Regions from separate parts of the Gossypium arboreum genome. Here all the other regions are linked to region 1. A link is a contact called in public Hi-C data. All regions are on one chromosome and are shown on one strand. The core of a region is the stretch at or near the end of the contact, and the rest is flanking DNA. Distances in the headings are between cores, read along the strand shown.

What was found. A called contact is a pair of places that touch in the nucleus more often than the background predicts.
Region 2: a Hi-C map of leaf shows a contact between it and region 1, with 3 times the contacts expected there. The contact joins the promoter of LOC108461264 here to the promoter of LOC108464023 in region 1. A contact is called at or near these places in 2 of 5 Hi-C or Micro-C datasets (both in leaf).
Region 3: a contact with region 1 is called in a Hi-C map of leaf, with 2.6 times the contacts expected there. The contact joins the enhancer-like site here to the promoter of LOC108464023 in region 1. A contact is called at or near these places in 2 of 5 Hi-C or Micro-C datasets (both in leaf).

The regions. Positions count from the first base shown.
Region 1 is chr13:95,485,411-95,489,039 of ASM2569848v2, reverse strand. It overlaps LOC108464023, which reads left to right and starts at 1,300. Exons shown (of 4, transcript XR_008277328.1): 1 at 1,300-1,918; 2 at 2,503-2,566; 3 at 3,606-3,629.
Region 2 is chr13:95,327,238-95,330,853 of ASM2569848v2, reverse strand. It overlaps LOC108461264 (thioredoxin F-type, chloroplastic-like), which reads left to right and starts at 2,167. Exons shown (of 3, transcript XM_017761054.2): 1 at 2,167-2,709; 2 at 3,486-3,585. The coding sequence starts at 2,375.
Region 3 is chr13:95,664,131-95,667,682 of ASM2569848v2, reverse strand. LOC108456752 (probable manganese-transporting ATPase PDR2) reads right to left here. Exons shown (of 22, transcript XM_053023717.1): 21 at 3,520-3,552; 22 at 1,126-2,575. The coding sequence ends at 1,481. Among protein-coding and RNA genes, the nearest start is that of LOC108456752, 12 kb to the right of the region's middle. Within about 2 kb of position 1,777, at least 1 of the 2 cell types and tissues checked has an H3K27ac peak or open chromatin away from gene starts, as enhancers often do. A contact at or near this core is called in leaf, where this site is marked.

The sequences.
Region 1 (3,629 bases), core at 51-2,550:
GCTTAATTCAACCTCATATAAACATAAAATACTCTCTTTTTTCAATAATTTTTCAAATATTAATTTTGGTATCCTATTTCAAACTAATATGAATGTAAAAATTATTTATTTTATTTTATGTTTCTATTGTAGAAAATATTTATCAAACATTTTCATTATTGAAAACTATTTTATAGTTTAAGAAAATGGAAAATGAAAACTGCTTTGTGAAAATAAAAATGAAAACTGAAAATGAAAAAATATTTTCAAAAATCAAACGGAGTATTCTCATTATGTGTATGCATTTTCTAAATTTATTAAAATATAATAATATATAAATACCCTCAATTTGTTTCTTTGTAAAATAAATGAGTTTTTGATAATTTCTTAATTGAGTTAAAACTCAGTTGAAGGGTGACAACAACTCAATCAACCTTTAATATATAGTATAGATACATAAAACTTGATGCGGGTGAGAAACATATTTTATTCCAAAAGTTCATATAAGATAACAAAGAGACTTTGGTTAAAATGATAAAGTTAAAGAATTAAAGTGCTTGATGGTTCAAGTTCAAATTTTATTTTTGGTATATTTTACTTAACTTCAAATTATTTTTTTATATTATAAAATTTATATAAAGGGATGAAAAAGTTGGAACACCCCTTTATATAATTGATATTATTATTTAAGTTCGAGTTGGTGACACGAGTTAATAGGACATCAACTTGAATAAAAAAATATAGAAATATTATTATGTATTTTTTTAATAAAAATAGAGTAGATATCATTAATCAAAATAAGGTTGGGGACTATATGCATCCAATTTCAACAGTGCGTCTACAAATAAACAAAAGATTCCTAGTAGAAAAGGTGGTAGAGTTATCCTATGGAAAATTGCTCCCTAAGCGAGCTAACCTGATTTTCCTCCTTGAATATATGCTTGAGTGAGGCGGAGGTGAAGTTAAGCATTAGAAACTTGCAATCATTTACAAGTATGGAAAGAGCATTATCATTACAAATGAGTTTAACAGTCACTTTCATTTTCAATATTAAAATAATTTATATTTGTATATTAATTGGATTAATAAAATTTTAAATTTAACACTTAATTAAAGTTTCATTTTAATATTTTTATATGTTTTTATTTTACCTTTGTCAATTATATGTATATTAATAATGTTGTTGATTGAGTTAGTGTCACAAATTAACTCAATATCATAATAAAAATTTTTACTCATTTAATTTTTAATATATTTATGTATTTAAATTTTAATATTATACCTATTATATTTGTTATTATTAATTAATAAAATATTAAGCGCGTGTAGAGGAAAGTGGTGGAAAAATCCAAACCCTTAGAAAATAACCGTTCCCTGTTCTGGTTCCCGTTTTTCTTTCTGCTTTCTCCAACCTTAAAATCAATCGAAGACAGGAAGTTGTTTCATTTGGGAAAAAGTAGAGAGAAATTAAAGCCTAAACATGAGAATTCCAATTCTCTCTCTCTTTCCCGCCCTTTTTCTGACTTTCTTTCTCACTGCACACTCACCCCCTTCTTCAATATACGACCACTTGAAACACAACGGCCTCCCTATAGGTCTCCTCCCTAAGGGGATTTCTGATTTCTCAATTGACCCCAACACCAACCGTTTCCACGTCAACCTAACCCAACCCTGCAACTCCGAATTCGAGATCCAGCTCCATTACGATTTCAACATCTCCGGTGTCTTGTCTTTCGGCAAGATCGCTAATTTGTCTGGTGTCTCCCAACAGGAACTCTTCTTATGGTTTCCTGTCATTAACATTCGCGTCGATGATCCAACCTCCGGTTTGATCAACTTCGATGTCGGCGTTGTTGATAAGCAGTTCTCCTTGTCCTTGTTCGAGATCCCCCGTGATTGCACCGCTTTTGATCCTAAGGGTTCCCTCTTCATTTCTCAGGTTTATTCTACTTAAAACTTTTTATCTTTTTTTGCTTTTCGTTTGTTTTCCTTCACAGGCTAGGGACGGCTTAATTTTTATTTCTAGAAGGGTTTGCTTAATTAGTATGAGTACATATTTGATTATAAGTGAAAAATAGAATAGCTCAATTCTAAGACATAAACACAAGTATTTGATCGCATATATACAAAAATAAAATGATATTCTTTTACTTTAATCATCTCAATTTTCTGTTTTCTTTTGTTTAGGTTGCATTTATTACAAGCAATTTCTTTTCTTATTTTTTAGAAATGCTGGTAAGCATCAATTTTACCAGACTTAGGGCTATTCTTAGTACTGTATCTATCTAGGACATGTATATTAAAAAATTCAAGTTTTTCCATATATTTGGAAGATGATATTGATTAACTAATTTGTGGTCTTGTTAGACACAACTACTTTCTTGAAAAAAAAATAATAAAAAAGAGTCCACAGTAGCATAAATTAACATAATTACTTTTTTCTATACTATCGTATAAATAAGATAGGTACTATGTAAGTTGGTGTTAACTTTTGATTTTTTTTTTCTTTTTATGGTACAAAAGAGCTCGTAGCGTAGGAAGGGGATGCAGATTCTGGGATTTGAATCCCAAACCCATTGAATACAAAGTATGAACCATCTAGGCTAAGCTTCATGTTCATGTCAACTTGATTTTATTAAAATTCTCCCTATTACTTATTTAGCTGTGTGTCCCATGAATTTCTAGTAACTTTTACGTGGTTTCCTTGCATTTGACGTACTTCTGTCCTTATTCTTGTCTTTGAAAATGTTGTTCTTACACATGATTGAAGTATGGTCATTTCCATTTCTTGAGAAAGTGTTTTTTATGTCTGAGCTTTATATTATCTTAATTCCCTAGTTCTTATAAGCCTATGTAATTTTATTTTCTTGAAAAATTTAGTCCTTGCAACAAATCTAATGATGGTTTAGGTTTTATTCCCTAGCTAATTGTGTTAATATCCTTTATATTTCCATAGTTCCTTGTTTAATGAATTCTGATAAGTTAGAATAATGATTTCACTTGTCGATATGTCTTCATGGTTAGCTGATACAAGGCAGTTATGCTGTTCATTTTCATAATCTTGCCTGCTTTTTCTTAAGTGGTAATCTCGGTATACTGTAGCGGATTCTAGGTTATTCCAATGATTCTAGTTGAAGATTCTCCTTTTTTTTTTTTCTTTTTGTTTCATTGAAATCATAATTACCTCCGATGTTTGAGATTTGAGAAACAATCATCAACATATATGCAATTTTTTGATGCTGCGTACAAACAGCATTTTGTGTTTAACTTCATACCTAAAATTTATGGATCTCAATATTCTGAAATATGCATCCACATACATATGCAAGCATGTTAAGAAAATCCTGACAAACATATTTTATTAGAATTTGTGTGTATGATTCATAATAGCTTCCTTTTTGTTTTTTTTTAAAAAAAAAAGAAAAAGAAAAAGAAAAAGAAAAAAGAAGGGTTTAAAAATGGAATGTATGACATGATTTTTGTGTAAATGGTATCAGAACCTGCAATGTGCTTTAATAATGTCCTAATTGAATGTGCAAGTTTGATTTGCTTTCTCAAGACAGTAAGATGAATTAAATTGTCTTTGTCTTTGTATGTTCCTCTCCTACACTGTCTCTATAATTCAGAAACCATCTGAGTTACTTGGTACT
Region 2 (3,616 bases), core at 918-3,417, 160 kb after region 1:
ACTTCCTCTTGGTCCCTCAAAACCTTTTAGTGGAGGCCTCATGCTGCATAGTTCAGTGGGAGACAGACTCTATTCAATTAAGAAAGTCGAACATGTTGCCAGACTTCAATTCCATGAGTATGTATTTGTGGAAATCAAGGCTCATGTTATCGATCATCCCGCAGAGCAAATTCCCTACCAGATGGTTCCCCTGACGTTTACAGAAGTACAACAAACCCAAATGGGTGGCATTCGTTCCCTCATTCAATTAGAACATGTTTTGAAACACCCTTAACTATGACCATATTCTCTACTCGTGACATAAGATGATGAATCCTCGTATTATGATCCACAATAGGCGCCAACCAGTTGTTTTAGGGCAAGCCTGAAGTAGTTCAATAGCTCGCTTACGAACAGTTGGGGGGAAGATGAAACCTAACCTCACCTCCAACACATAAAGAGGCAAAAAGAAACCTAACCTTCGCCACCATGTTTAGGCTCATAAATGACACTTAGGGGATAAGACCCCTTCGGGAGGTTGAAATCATACTTGTGATGGTTGATTAAAACTCCATGACAGCGAAGCAATCACCTTACTTCCCTTTCGGTGGTGGAGCATTTAAATGTGCCAACCACCAAGGGTTCCCTCTTCAACCTTGGAGGCTTCCTCATCTTCCTCTCAACTACTTTAGAGGTTTCAACCTCTCTTCCACGATTATTTCCAACTATTAAAGATATAAGAAAACGGAGCAAAAGAAATTGAAAAATATGGAACCTTACCCCGAATAAAAAACCCAAATCCAACAAAAAGAGCAATGACGAGGGAAGATGAAAGATGGAAACAAGGGAGAATATAGTGTGTGAAATAGTTAATATAGTTTGAAAGAATACCTTTAAGACATTTTTGCTCAAGCATGAGACTCTTCAACATTTTTCTAGAATTACCTCTATTTGTTAAGGCGAATGTTGTTTTCTTATTATAATAGCTGGCGACTGCGTTGTTAATTACTTGTGCCTAGAGGTTCTCATGGGCCGGGCTAGTTGGGTTCGGGCTGGGCTCAACTAAAAATTTAGGCCCATTCATTGGGCTTGAGTAGGCCAGCCCAAAAATGGGCCTAAAATTTTGCCCAAGCCCAACCCAAATAAAAATACTAAAACACAGGCCGGTAGTATTTATTTTATATTATTTTATATAATTTTTAAATATATATAATACATCAAAAACTAAAAAATCAAAATTAATATTTTCCAACAAATTGAAAATAAATTTTAAAAATATGTAGACTTAAATAGCACTAAGATAGATGCAATTTAACAAGAAAATACCTCTAAAATAATAATAAAATTAACAAATGCCTTTAAAATAATAATAAAATTAATAATAAAATAAGTTTTATACAATATCCAAATAATAACAACAAAATAGGAGCAACTAATAGTAATATGGTAGCAAAATAATGAGAAAACAACAAGAAAATAACATTCAAAAACAAAAAAAAAGCAGAATTTTTGTGTCATTTAGTGAATTTGGGCCGGGCCAGGTCGGACCCGAGCCAAAAATACCTTACCCGAGGCCCAGCCTATTTTTTAAATGGGCCTCATTTTTTTGTCCAAACCCATTTTTCAAGTTTATATTTTTACTCAAACCTTTTCATATTTCGAGATGGCTTTCAGGCCGGGCCGAATAGCCCGACCCATGAGCAAGTGTACTTGTGCCCTCATAAATTTTATCTAACTTTGGGCTGCTTAACTTGGAATATGAAAATCCAAACTCATTTATGTCAAATTTGTGAATCAAGTTAAGTAGAAAAAAAGTTAATTATTTACCAATTCAAAATAAATAATGTGCCATTTAGTTATTTAGATAGTTATTTGGGGATTACTCTGTTTGACACGTATAGGCATATCCTTTGGGAACAATTTTTTATTTTTTCTTGAAAGACTATTCTTGTTTGGGTACATCCTCCTCCTTATTATTTATTCATTTTCTGATATCACATTTATCATTTATGTGGCAGAAGTAAGCTTTGGGCCCATAAAATCAGTTAAGGGACAAAAACACCCCTACCCATGCACCGTTCAAGAAGTTGTCATCAAATATCCCAAGTCTAGTATCGTCTTTTCAAATCCCAAAAATGAAATCTTCCCCTCTTTCAATGTACCTAATCCTGAACCTCTCATTATTCTCAGAAAAACTCCTCCAGCTGACCGAAATGTCCTCTTACATTCCTCTAACCCTCATGATCCGCAAGGGTAAAATAGTGCTTATATGGAAACCATCTCCCAATTTTTCTATAATAAAATTTAGTCACTCTCTTGTTTTCCCACAGCAAGTCCAACTAATTGATTTCATTATTTTTCGTTCTTTTTTCCCCTAAATTTTATTTTCTCAAAAATGTCGCTCCTCCAATCCTCCGTCTATCCTCCGTCAACACTTCGTTCTTCGCCGTCACTGTCATGCACAGCGGCACACCCGATCGCTTCCTCCCATAGAGTTCCTTCCACTTCGAATTCCTTCGTCGCGTTAGAATCGTCATCGTTAAAGACCGTTAACTCTATTTCGAGCGCTAAGAACAATAGAAGGAAAGGCGTTGTCGGAAAGGTGAGGTCGAGCCTGGAGACAGCGGGAGCAACTGTAGGGCAGGTGACGGAGGTTACAAAGGACACCTTCTGGCCCATCGTTAACGCCGCGGGGGATAAAACCGTCGTCCTCGATATGTACACTCAATGGTACGTATATGAATGTATACGTGTACCCATTCTTTTGTTTCTTCGTATTCTGTTAATTAGTTGATGCCAGAATTTAGTTAAGGTTGTGTTTGCTGTTTGTTCTTACTTTTTTCCTAATTAATTCTAAATGTCCGGAAATCTATTTACTCAATGCTTTAATTTAAATTAAATTATATCAATTATCTTAATTGTATTTGCAGACTAGTGTTTCTCACTTTGGTAACTGGTAGTATTTAGAGTGATGCTCCTCCACTCGGCCTTGGTTCTATAAGCCATTAATTTGCCCACCCCACTAATTCAATGGCTAGAATTTTCCTGTGGGTCATCTGATGGCCGCACTCTTCTAGAAGCTTGACAGCTGTCGTGCATTGTTTCCTTTTCTTTGGCTCTTGATCTCAAAGCAAATTAAGGATATTCATATATAATTCAACCCAAACCGAATTCAGTGATAGCCTGCTTTGCTGAATCTAAGAATAAGTTTCATGCATTAATTTTTTTTTATTAAGGGTATAGAGGAGAGGTTCTTAGGAATCGGGTCCGAGACAGATAGAACATTTGAATATAAATCCTTTTTCACTCAGCCTTTTAGTTTAATAGACTATTTCATGAATTAAATATAACTTGGAAATTTATGTCAGATGTGCTTTCAGTAAACTGAGGGAGTTCTAAGATCTAATAACAAGCTCGGAATTGGATGAAGTTTTGGAATACATATAGTTATAACTTTATTGGCCTTCACTAGTTTTGCATCTACATGACTTTTTTTAATGTTTTAGGTGTGGTCCATGCAAAGTTATAGCTCCCAAGTTTCAAGAATTATCTGAAAAATACCTTGACGTTGTCTTTCTAAAGCTCGATTGCAATCAAGAAAATAAGGTAATTTTTATGATTAGCGTTAGAACATCGT
Region 3 (3,552 bases), core at 528-3,027, 180 kb before region 1:
TAATGTGACACCAACTCAATAAACAATATTATTAATATTTACAATTGATGGAAGTAATAAAATGTACATAATAAAATTAAATTAAAATGTATAAAAATATTAAAATAAATTTTGATTGAGTAGTAAATTTTAAGTTTTTAATGCAATTAGTATGGGTCAAATGCCACCTTTTACAATTTTACAAAAAATAAAGTAATCTCAAATAACATAATTTATTTAAATACAAAATAATATTTGAATAATTTTCTAATGAAGTTAGTGCCTAATTGACTCATAACACCGACTCATTCAAGAATTTTTAATGTGATTGGCATGAATCCAAATTCCACATGTATATTTTTATATTATTTTCAATAAAAAGATTAAAGTAACTTTGAATAATAAAACTTATTTTGAATAAGAAAAATATTTTAATAACTTCTCTAACCGAGTTAATGTCCAAATGAATTATTATATAAAATTCAATTAGGGATCTAAATAATAATATACAGATATAATTAATGGATGTTATAAAATGTGCAAAATAAAATTAAAATGTAAAAAATATTAAAATAAAACTTTAGTTAAACCTTAAATTCAAAGCATTTTCGATCTGTTAGAAGTTGAAATCTCGTCATATGCATTTTTCTTTTAAAAAAAAACAAAATTAATCCAACCTTAAATGATATAACCAATTTTAAATACAAAAGATAGTTTAATATTTTCTTAACTAAAGTAATGCCCGATTAATTCAAGATACAATTTAAATAATAGTATAGATAGAAATAAATATATGAATATCAAGCAATGCAGGTGACTAGAACAAATGTCTGGCCAAAAAAAATAAAACAAATTTGATTTAGAATAATGTGGACAAATAACACCATAAAAGCATAAATCATCCCTTTCCGCAGAAGATTAAGCTAAAATATATATATATATACATATACAAAATCATCATTCCAAACAATAATGATCTTTCTTCTCTCAATTTACCTATGATGATGCATTATTAGACAACAATAACATATCAGTAGACACTATAAAATTTTGCTCTTCATACATTTCACATGAGGATGAGATTGACCTGACAGCAGAAGAAAACATTATCCTAAGAAATTGGATGCAACACATCAATAAGATAAATTATTTTCTGTATCCGACTTGCTATAATTCAATAAATCTAATCAAAATATGGCTTATGAGCTCAACTACAATTTGTTTTTCTTTTAAGTGTTGAAACAACTATTCTTTCAAGTCGGCTTTGCAAAAATAACAAAATCAAAGTTTATGCTTTCGTAAAGAATAACCCCCTCATTCTATGAGCAAAATACCATTTGACAGATTCCACGTCCTAAAGGAGTAAGCAAAACATGATTTAACAAATATCAAATAAATAAAAAAAGAGTTGCATATCTTTGAGCTAATTCACTAAATATAATAATCTGACCGGTGTCAGCCTTTTCCAAAATCATTAGCAGAGGGAGAATTCTCTGTTCACTTAGACCAGCTTCTTCTCAGAACTAGCAGCAGCCACACGTTGGCGCTTCCTCCAAGCAGGGATTTTACCAGGGAATGCCCATCTTAACAACCTCTCCCAAGCATAGCAGCACAGAAACATTAGTAGAGCCCATATCAAGAGCTTATCCCTCAATCCCACAGGCAAAGGAACCAAGCTCAACCAATCATTCAAATCCCTAAATATATCAGAAGTTATAACCACAAAGAAACCAGCAGCAGCTCCAAGAGCATACAAGAATGGTTTGTTTTCAGGGATGCTCTGGTTGAAAGGATGACCCATGTAGTTCACTGCAAATGTTGCTACCTGAAGCATCATGCTCACCATGTATGAAACTGTGTTCACTAGATTAGGGTGAAACTCTGATTCTGGCTCAATGCATTCCTCAGGCATGTGTTTCTCAGCCTCTTTCACAGAAGAGATCAAGAATAACAGGTGCATAGCAAACTGTCCCATGAGAGAAAGGAAGACATAGGAGCAGAAAATATTCGGGTGGGGCCGTGCAGCTGAAAGGGTGGGTAGTGGGCGAGCGTGTGAGATAAACAGGAAAAAAGCAGCTGTAAATACACCACTAATAGTTGCCTGAACATCACCCAGCTTGACACCATCCAAGTACATCACACTTAAAACATAGGCTGTAGCAAGGCAGTTAAGGCCGAGTATCTTGAACATTTGAAGGGTAGTCACAAGGGTACTGCGTCCTTGACGAATTATGTCAGTGGTTGGGGCAACTGATGCATGCTTTGCAGTAAATGGTGATGCCATTGAGGCATCCCCCAGTTTGACAATAGGAGCAGAGCGACCATCACCCTCCTCATTCAGCTCATCCATCATCTTCTTCAGCTTCTGTCGATGCTTCTCTGCAGCATTAAGATGCCGGTTACTGGTTGCATTGTTGCTAGATTCTGATCTGGGGACTACCTTTCCTTTTGAAGAGGCTTCTGAATTGCCCGTTGCTTCTACAGTGGGCTTAGATTTCGACTTCAATGACTTCGTATTTTCATCTTTAGATGTTCCCGATGAGCTCTCACTTTTAGTTGGAGGCACTGCATTCAATAGAGCAACACCTACATGGGCCTGAAAAAAGAGGTAGAGTATTACAGGCCCATGCTTTCCCGCTATCTTAAAATCTGGGAACAATTAACTTTTCTGTTACCTTGAACCAATCTAAAGTAACTAAATATGTAAATGAAAAAAATTAAGAAGCAATTCAAATTAACAACTGTATGCATAAAAATTTCTATCACCAAAAACATTGATGAACTGATGTTAATTTTCTTAAAGAACAAACTTATTATTGGATTTAATTAAAAAACACATGTACACAAAATCAATCTATATTTGTGTAAAAATAGAAAACAAGCAGTACAAGATAATTCATAATAAAATACAGATATAAAATGGTAATATGAAAAATTAAAGCTGTCTTTAGGGAGAGAAGGAAAAAAAACCTAAGCTCCGTCATGAAAATATATTCATTTTATTTTCTAATTTTCATTTTCTATTTTTAAATATTGAAAACAAGAAATAAAAATTGTTTTAAATAATGAAAATATGATAACATGTTTGGTACCTATTTTCCTATAATAGAAATAAAATAAAAAAATTTCCTACATTCATATAGACTCGAACCAAGGTAAAAGATTTTATATTTAAAAAATTGATGAAGAAAAATAATATTTTAGTGTTTATATGGGTTTGAACCAAAGCCAATTCATTAATTAAATTGAAAGTTAAAACCTTGTTTTCAACTTTATCAATTTTACAAAGCAGATCGTATCAACAACTTGAGGCTTAATTGAGACGATCTCTCTGAGTTTTTTTCCCCTCCATTTTTGGGTTAATAGTAGATTGACAAGTGATGGCAGTTGATACATTGTGCTAAATACAGATGGAAAAATAAGTTCTCAAACCTGAAAGGCCTTCAACATAATGGCTGCACAATGAACCTGTTAAATAATATAGCCTACATATATAGGTAAAATAAGATACCAACTAAAACTCCTTGAGTAAAATATTACCTGCTTAAGAGCTCCAACATCATTGGTCCCATC